Regions from separate parts of the Mus musculus genome. Here all the other regions are linked to region 1. A link is a contact called in public Hi-C data. All regions are on one chromosome and are shown on one strand. Each heading gives the region's core, a stretch centred on a gene start, on an enhancer-like site or on the middle of the called end of the contact. The rest is flanking DNA. Distances are from core to core; before and after follow the strand shown. Region 1 holds the start of Fezf1 (Fez family zinc finger 1). Region 2 overlaps Cadps2 (Ca2+-dependent activator protein for secretion 2). Region 3 overlaps Cadps2 (Ca2+-dependent activator protein for secretion 2).

Region 1 (2,527 bases), core at 16-2,515:
GCGAATTTGGGCCCCAGGCGTCACACCAGGAGGGCGCTGGGCGCGCGGGGGAGGGTGGGGGGGGGTAGGGGACGCTTAGGGTCTCCAAACGCTCGGGGGGGGGGGGCAGAAATGGTCCGTGACCACCACACTTTGTTCGTCTGCGCGCACAGACACGCGGGGTATCGCGTGCACTGATGAGCCGCACGCAGACGCTGGCAGCCAGGGTAGGGATCGACAGATTGTATTCCCCTTCTCCGCTCCACGTTTAAAACCCTCTGCTCTGGAAGAGCAGTGGGCGCAAGTTCTTTGGAGAAATGCCCTTTCGGGGTTCTCTCTGGAAACTCAAGGAAGCGCGCTCACGCGTGTGTTTGTGTGAGTTCAATCCGCGTCTAGGTCTCTGGCCGTGTGGCTCCCTCTTATTCTTTGCAACTCAACTTTGTGGTGCTGGTGCGTCTTTCCCAGGCCTATTGCCATGGGCATCGCTTTGACAAAACCACAAACGCATAACAAGCCTCCCAAGGCCTTTACATCTCAAGGGCATTTTGGGAGGCCAGTTACCTGCTGGTGTCTTCCAAACGGTCCAGACGCGGCTCGAGCTGCAGCGACTCCTTGATTCAGGGAATGAGCACCACCTCCCGACCTCACCCCCCAGACCCCCTCGAGTCCCGGAGGATGAAAGTGGGCTGCGTAGGAGGAGGCATCGTGGCCCGAACTGAGCTCAGGCAAGCCAAGCACAGAAACCTCGGATTTTGCCGTCAGAGGTTTCCTGGTCAAGGCTTTCTAGAGCCTGGCGTTTGATAAATATAGCCTGGCATTTGCCCCTGAATTAGACTCTGTTTCCTTATTTAGCCCTAGCACAATGATTTTAGATGATGTCACTTAGAGCTAAACGAGAAAATTGATCTCAGATTTGCTTGGCCTCTAAAGCCTGGTTAAGCAGATTGAGAATTAAAAAGACAGAGGAAGCTAGGGGGAGGGGCAGCTGAAGGGTAGAGAAGTGTGTGCGGGCGAGTGCTTGCGCGTCGGGGAGGGCTCTGCGCGTTGCAGAGAGCGCCCCCGCCTCTTCTGGGCGGGGGAAGCTCTCTCACCAATGAAAAGTAGTCACCGACTGCAGAGAGAAAAAAAGTTTTCCTGTTGACTGTTGGAAGCGAATTGAGCAATTATCTAGTTTACCTTCTCCTCTTGGAAGTTAACGATTGGCGAGATCTTGGCTGCGTTATTGACACAACACTTTCTATTGATAGAAATAAGTAGTGATTGTCCCCGAGTCATTGGTGCGCCAAGAACTCTGCGATGGGCTGGCAGGAGTCCATTGGGCTGGGCAGGCAGGTTCGGCTGGTGATGCTGGGGAGGAGGAGGAGGAGGCTGCTGGTGGTGACGGTGCCTGTCCTCTCCGCAGGTCTGTGACAAGCAGGGGACAAGGCAACGATCCCGCGACTCAACCCCGGCTGACCGACGCTGGCGACTCAGTCATGGACAGTAGCTGCCTCAACGCGACCACCAAAATGCTAGCGACTGCTCCAGCTCGGGGCAACGTGATGAGCACATCTAAACCCTTGGCTTTCTCCATCGAACGAATCATGGCGCGCACCCCTGAGCCTAAGGCCCTGCCGGTCCCCCACTTCCTGCAGGGAGCCGTGCCCAAAGGGGACCCCAAGCACTCTCTGCATCTCAACTCGTCGATCCCCTGCATGATCCCTTTCGTCCCCGTGGCGTACGACACGAACTCCAAAGCGGGAGTGAATGGCTCAGAGCCCCGCAAGGCGAGTTTGGAGGTTCCGGCGCCGCCCGCGGTGGCGCCCTCTGCGCCGGCGTTCAGCTGCAGCGACCTGCTCAACTGCGCGCTAAGTCTTAAGGGCGACCTGGCCCGCGACGCATTGCCACTACAGCAGTACAAGCTGGTAAGGCCGCGTGTGGTCAACCACTCTTCGTTTCACGCCATGGGTGCCCTGTGCTACCTGAACCGAGGTGACGGCCCGTGCCACCCGGCTGCGAGCGTGAACATCCACCCGGTGGCCTCCTACTTTCTCAGTTCCCCTTTGCACCCACAGCCCAAAACGTATTTAGCCGAAAGGAATAAACTGGTTGTACCGGCAGTGGAGAAACTCCCTTCGGGAGTAGCTTTCAAAGACCTGTCCCAGGCTCAGCTGCAGCATTACATGAAAGAAAGCGCCCAACTTTTGTCGGAAAAAATCGCTTTCAAAACCTCGGATTTCAGCCGCGGCTCTCCAAATGCCAAGCCCAAAGTTTTCACTTGTGAAGTCTGCGGCAAGGCAAGTCTTATGCCAGGAGTTCCTTCTTCCTTCCTTCCTTCCTTCCTTCCTTCCTTCCTTCCTTCCTTCCTTCCTTCCTTCCTTCCTTCCTTCCTTTCTTCCTTCCTCTCTCCATCCCTCGCTTCTGTTTTAGTATTTGGGGAGTGGAAGTATAAACTTGTTTTGCCCCCTCCCTCCTTTTTATCACTTTGGATCCAATCTGTGCTTCCGTTAACCTGTTTTCCTTTGTGTTTAATTTTTAAGGTCTTTAATGCGCACTATAACTTAACCCG
Region 2 (2,527 bases), core at 11-2,510, 110 kb before region 1:
GTAGGTAGGTAGGTAGGTAGATAGATAGATAGATAGATAGATAGATAGATAGATAGATAGATATGTATATATCTATCTATATCTATATATACACAATATGAATGAAATACACAACATATGTGCACATGCACACACACATATACATATATGTATACATATACCTCTGAAGGGTAGGAAACTTTCATAGCCAGCAACACTGCTGGAGATATGTGCCTCTATTTCTCTCTGCAAACTTAGAGATATGTGTGGTCTTAATAAAAACACAGCTTCAGTTATATATAAGTATATATAGTATAAGTCATATACTATAGCATCTTGTAACAGATGTTTCTGAGTGGAGGTCATATTCCAGCAGCAGCAGCCTTTAATTTTGGATTTATTTTACTTTATGTGTATGAAGGTATTGCCTGTATGCACATATGTGTACTGAGGGCATGCCTGTTGGATCCCCCTGTAACTGGGGTCACAGATGATTGTAGGCCACCATGTAGGTGATGGGAATTGAACGCCGGTCCTCAACAAAAGAGCAACAAGTGCCCTTAACCTCTGAGCCATCTCTTCAAGCCCTATTTTAAGGATACTAAGTGGAGGGGAGGGTGTAGCTATGCCTCAAAAATCCTCCTAAAGAAAGTCTCATATAGAATAAATGACGTTTCCCCATTTGCAGACCTCACGTTATGGCCTGTCAGTCACGGGCCGCCACATACTGTTGTATATCTTTAAATCTTCTCTAGCTGTCAGAGGCATGCTCACCAGTGTCCTGCATCATTACCATCTGCTGTTGGCCTAAATATAAATTTACTCACGTTAAGGCTAATCCGGATAAACTATTTAATGTGACAGTAACTACAGCAGAATTAGTACCAAGTGCTGTGTTATTAGCATAACTAATTCTAAAGCAATATTCATTGGAACTGTGCTTTCAATGACAGGGTCATTAAATGAGCTGGTCCCAAAGGGAGGCATGGATCTAGGAGGCCACGGGCTTACTGTTTTCAAACAATTAAGGCATTAGCATTTTTATGGATTCTAAGCAACTGTAGGTAGGTCATACCACTGCAGATTATTTTCATTCATACACAGAATTGCCCGGTTATGAATGGTATTTTTATGATAACCCAGCAGAAATGCAAACTATTCAGACTCCACAAGAAAAAAGTCACCTTTGTTCTAAATGAGGTCTCTATAGAGCCCTGAGGTCTGGGAAGGTAGCTCAGTAGGTAAAATGCTTTCTGTGTAAGCCAAAGAGATTGAGTTCAGGACGGATGAACTCACGTAACCCGAGTGTTCCTACAGCAAGATGGAAACAGAAACTAGAGATGCTCAGACACTCACAGGCTGGGTAGCCTGGCATATGTAGCAGTGAAAAAAAAAAAAAACACCTCAAGTAAGGTCAGAGGTGAGGTTTTCCTCTGACCTTTGCCCACACACCATATCATGCTCCTGCCCACACTCATACACACAAAGAGACACTTACAAAGATTTATTTTAAAAAATGGGGACGGGTGTTGCTTAATTTCAAGCAAGGAAGGAAATAGACTTCACACAGATTGCCTTTGTGCCTAACTCCATCTTTTGTGAGTGCCAGTCGTTCAGACACTTTGATCCTGAGAGAACAGCATCAGGATCATTACTCGGCAACCATTTCAAAAATGCAAATTCTCAGGCCTTTCCCAAGACAGCCGAATCAGACACTGTGTAGGTGCTGCCAGGCCATTGTGTTTCAGAAAGATCTGCAGGGACTCTGATGCATGCTGGAGTGGGGCACAGCTGAGGATAATCCACCTGTGGATGCCAGCAATCAGAATCTCAGCTCTCCTAGAACTGTAGCATCATTTAGACTACAGAGAGCACGTCACTGGTGACCCGTTCTCTATGCTTAATTGTCTCACATAACAAAAATATGTGAGGCTTAGGAACTTCTCCCACACCTCTGTGAGGCAGTCTTCATATTTGTCTTCTCTAGAGTGCCAATTTCAAAGACTGTATTTCAGAACCATCCAACCTACTGACCAGTTCTACAGTGTCAGGCGAGTGGAGGATGGGCCATTAGATTAATGGGAAAGAAGTTATCTAATTTCCCACCTTCTTCCCTCTTGAGGTCAAAAGGCCCAAGAGGATTGGCCAATTTTAAGAGTCCCCAGATCTGACTGTCCTAGGCTCTGGCACATGGCCACTCACCTATAGAGAGGTCAGAAAACAAATAAAAACGTAGACTTTCCAACTGCATCATTGTCCAGGAGAAATGTCCTGAGCCAGCAGAAAAGCCTAAAGAGTTAATGGTGTGGAACAAATAGCTCACAGGGGTGTGTGTGTGTGTTCAAGACACTTAAAAAAATCTCATCAATTATGATAAGGTCAAATCATAAAGTTTACATGGGCTATTTACATTTTGTTGATTAAGTAGTTTAAAATTTTATGTCAAAAGCATCACAAATGTATACATATTATATATGGGGAAAGAGAAATGATCTAATTGATCTTTTTCCCAGGTGCCCCTGCAACCTTTACCATGAATGTCACTCCT
Region 3 (2,527 bases), core at 12-2,511, 71 kb before region 1:
CACACACACAAGGTCACTTAATACTGAAGAATATAAATTTGGTTTTCAACAAGACACAGTCTCCCAATAACCTGCGATGCAAGCAACAGCCTTCCCAGGTATAGAGGAAGCAGTCTGCACCATGAGACCCATCCCCACCCCCACCCCACCCCCAAAAAATGTTGTCCTAGAGTGTTCCCCAAACCTTGGAGGTTGTAATCAGTTGTTGTCATTAGTCAGTATTTTTATTTATATGACCATGCTAATTCTTATAAAGTCACTCTGCTGAAACCTGAGAGCCAAATAGCAGGCCACCCTCACTCATAGCTATCAATTTCATAAGGACTTCACTGACTGTGAAGTGGGCTAAGAAGACCCCCCTGTCTGTGAGCATCATTCATATTTAGCCCATGTATAGGTATTTGCTATTTGGACTTCATCTATTCATACATATATGCTTATATTTTACTATGTGCAATTTAGGGGAAAACATATTTCTAATACTATATCATACAGTCATACAAGTATATATTTAAGTAGCTGATCTGCCAGTGTTACAGAATTTTCAGTAATTGTCACTGTCTGATAGCGTACAAGGTGATTTACTGTCTCTAATTATAGATGAGAAAGTACCTGACTTGAATGCCAGGGGCCCCTAATCGCCTCTTCATGGTTTTCTTTTCTTCCTTTTCTTTTTAAAGATGTATTTATTTATTATATGTGAGTACATTGTAGCAGTCTTCAGACACCAGAAGAGGGCATCAGATCTCATTACAGATGGTTGTGAGCCACCATGTGGTTGCTGGAATTTGAACTCAGGACCTCCGGAAGAGCAGTCAGTCCTCTTAACCACTGAGCAATCTCTCCAGATGCAAACCTTGGCTGTCTATCTGAGAATATTATCTTCTGTGTCTTTATGAGCCCATCCTCTTCTCATCTAGATTATGGACTCACCCTCCCATAAATACTGGGTGAATATATTAGTTCTTACTTTCGTATGCACACAGTACTTGACAGTGTACCAGGCACTTGGTAAATATGTATTGAGTAAACTAACAGGCTGATTATCTGCCGCTGCTTTAATTTTTCTCCCCCCCCCCCCCCCCGTAAGAAACAATTCATTCTAGCATGGAAAAAGAGAAGCAGCCACTGCGTCCACAGATAACAAACAGTCACGTGGTCACGTGGTTCTTTACATTAAGAAGTGAGTCGGTTTGAAGGGTAATCTGCTACTGTTCATTATGTCTCCACCTGTACCTTCTCACCAGAGACAATTAGCTCCCTACGACTTCACACAATTAATATAGTTCAAAATGTGCAGGTGTAAAACCTATTAGCAACTGTGAAGTGTGGTAAACAAGTTCAAAAGAAAAGGATCGCGTATGTGGCTTTACATCTGCAATAAATACAGTTACATAATTACTCAGTTCCTCCCTCCTTCCATCCATCAGCCTGTCTCTCTGTCTCTGTCTGTCTGTCTCTCTCTAATTTGTTACAAGTTAGTACATATATTACATGGACAGGTGAATAAGTGGACACCGTGTTCCACAAAGCAGCAAAGCTGTTGACAAAACTAGATTACTGGACACTTCAGGGTCCCTTAAAACATGCATTACATAGTTAAACCTAACAGAAATGAAGCTAACTCACTGAAGTCCATTAATTTGTTATTAATATGTTGTTGCTGAAATTAAAAAGAAAAAAAGTCCATTCCTGACCACATCAAAGGCCTGCCTGTGTTCCCAGGTTGCAATTCTATTTTCTTATGTTCAACATGATGCAAAGTTGCTCTCCAAGGCCCAGAATAGGATTTAATGAAGTGATTAGTGAGTGAATGGTCTACCCATGTGACAGATGTTTATAATGAGTCAGCAGACTTAGGCCAATCCCTCAGGACAGATGTTGAGATCATAAAACCACCACATTGTTTAGAATCTGTATTATCCATTACTATAGAAAGCAGACGACTACCTATGCTGTAGACATCCATCTGCCCTTAGAGCCACTTCACCTTGGTCTCATTGGCTGAGAATGAGGATGTGGGAACATGACCAAATTAATGGTATAGCTCAGGGGAGCAAGAGGTCCTTCTTCTATAGATTAGTTATCAATTAAAGGAGAATGCTCCCCTTCCCAGATCAAGCCAACCAATCCTCCTAAAATGCATGATGAAAGCAGGGCTAAAGTGTAGGTTGAGCTAGCATTTGGTTAGTCTCTGTTTCTAATACATTTGCATGTGAACAGGCCAGGAAAATGATGATATCCACATGACTGTGTGGACGCCAGGATTCTCAGTGTGCCTGAACTCTCTGAAGCAAGGACTTCTAAATGGTTGTCAAAATGTAAATTGAGATTTATCTTCAGAAGAAGCAAGGTAGAAACTGCTTTTGAAGGGCAGATATGGAAAAGAAAGCAGCTTGCAGCTAAGCTGCATCCTGCCAGCACTGGCACTTGGGAGAAGCAGTCCAACTATGAGAATATTTTAAAGTAAGAAAATGTAAATGTTTTTAGAAGAATTTGTAGAGGGTTTGGAGCTTAGTAGATGCTT

The links. A called contact is a pair of places that touch in the nucleus more often than the background predicts.
Region 2: a Hi-C map of rod photoreceptor shows a contact between it and region 1, with 2.3 times the contacts expected there. The contact joins the enhancer-like site here to the promoter of Fezf1 in region 1. A contact is called at or near these places in 3 of 484 Hi-C or Micro-C datasets (nephron progenitors, olfactory sensory neurons and rod photoreceptor), 3 of 115 datasets of contacts at active chromatin or transcription factors (embryonic basal ganglia, embryonic forebrain and embryonic stem cells) and 4 of 9 other capture datasets (adipose tissue, embryonic stem cells, liver and 1 more).
Region 3: a Hi-C map of olfactory sensory neurons shows a contact between it and region 1, with 2.8 times the contacts expected there. The contact joins the enhancer-like site here to the promoter of Fezf1 in region 1. A contact is called at or near these places in 1 of 484 Hi-C or Micro-C datasets (olfactory sensory neurons) and 2 of 9 other capture datasets (adipose tissue and pancreatic islet).

Annotation. Positions count from the first base shown.
Region 1 is chr6:23,247,002-23,249,528 of GRCm38.p6, reverse strand. It overlaps Fezf1 (Fez family zinc finger 1), which reads left to right and starts at 1,265. Exons shown (of 4, transcript NM_028462.1): 1 at 1,265-2,255; 2 at 2,499-2,527. The coding sequence starts at 1,455.
Region 2 is chr6:23,360,489-23,363,015 of GRCm38.p6, reverse strand. All of the region lies in intron 17 of Cadps2 (Ca2+-dependent activator protein for secretion 2), which reads left to right. Among named protein-coding and RNA genes, the nearest start is that of Fezf1, 110 kb to the right of the region's middle. Within about 2 kb of position 1,260, at least 2 of the 459 cell types and tissues checked have an H3K27ac peak or open chromatin away from gene starts, as enhancers often do. A contact at or near this core is called in rod photoreceptor, where this site is marked.
Region 3 is chr6:23,317,890-23,320,416 of GRCm38.p6, reverse strand. The region is part of intron 24 of Cadps2 (Ca2+-dependent activator protein for secretion 2); the gene reads left to right. Among named protein-coding and RNA genes, the nearest start is that of Fezf1, 71 kb to the right of the region's middle. Within about 2 kb of position 1,261, at least 2 of the 459 cell types and tissues checked have an H3K27ac peak or open chromatin away from gene starts, as enhancers often do. A contact at or near this core is called in olfactory sensory neurons, where this site is marked.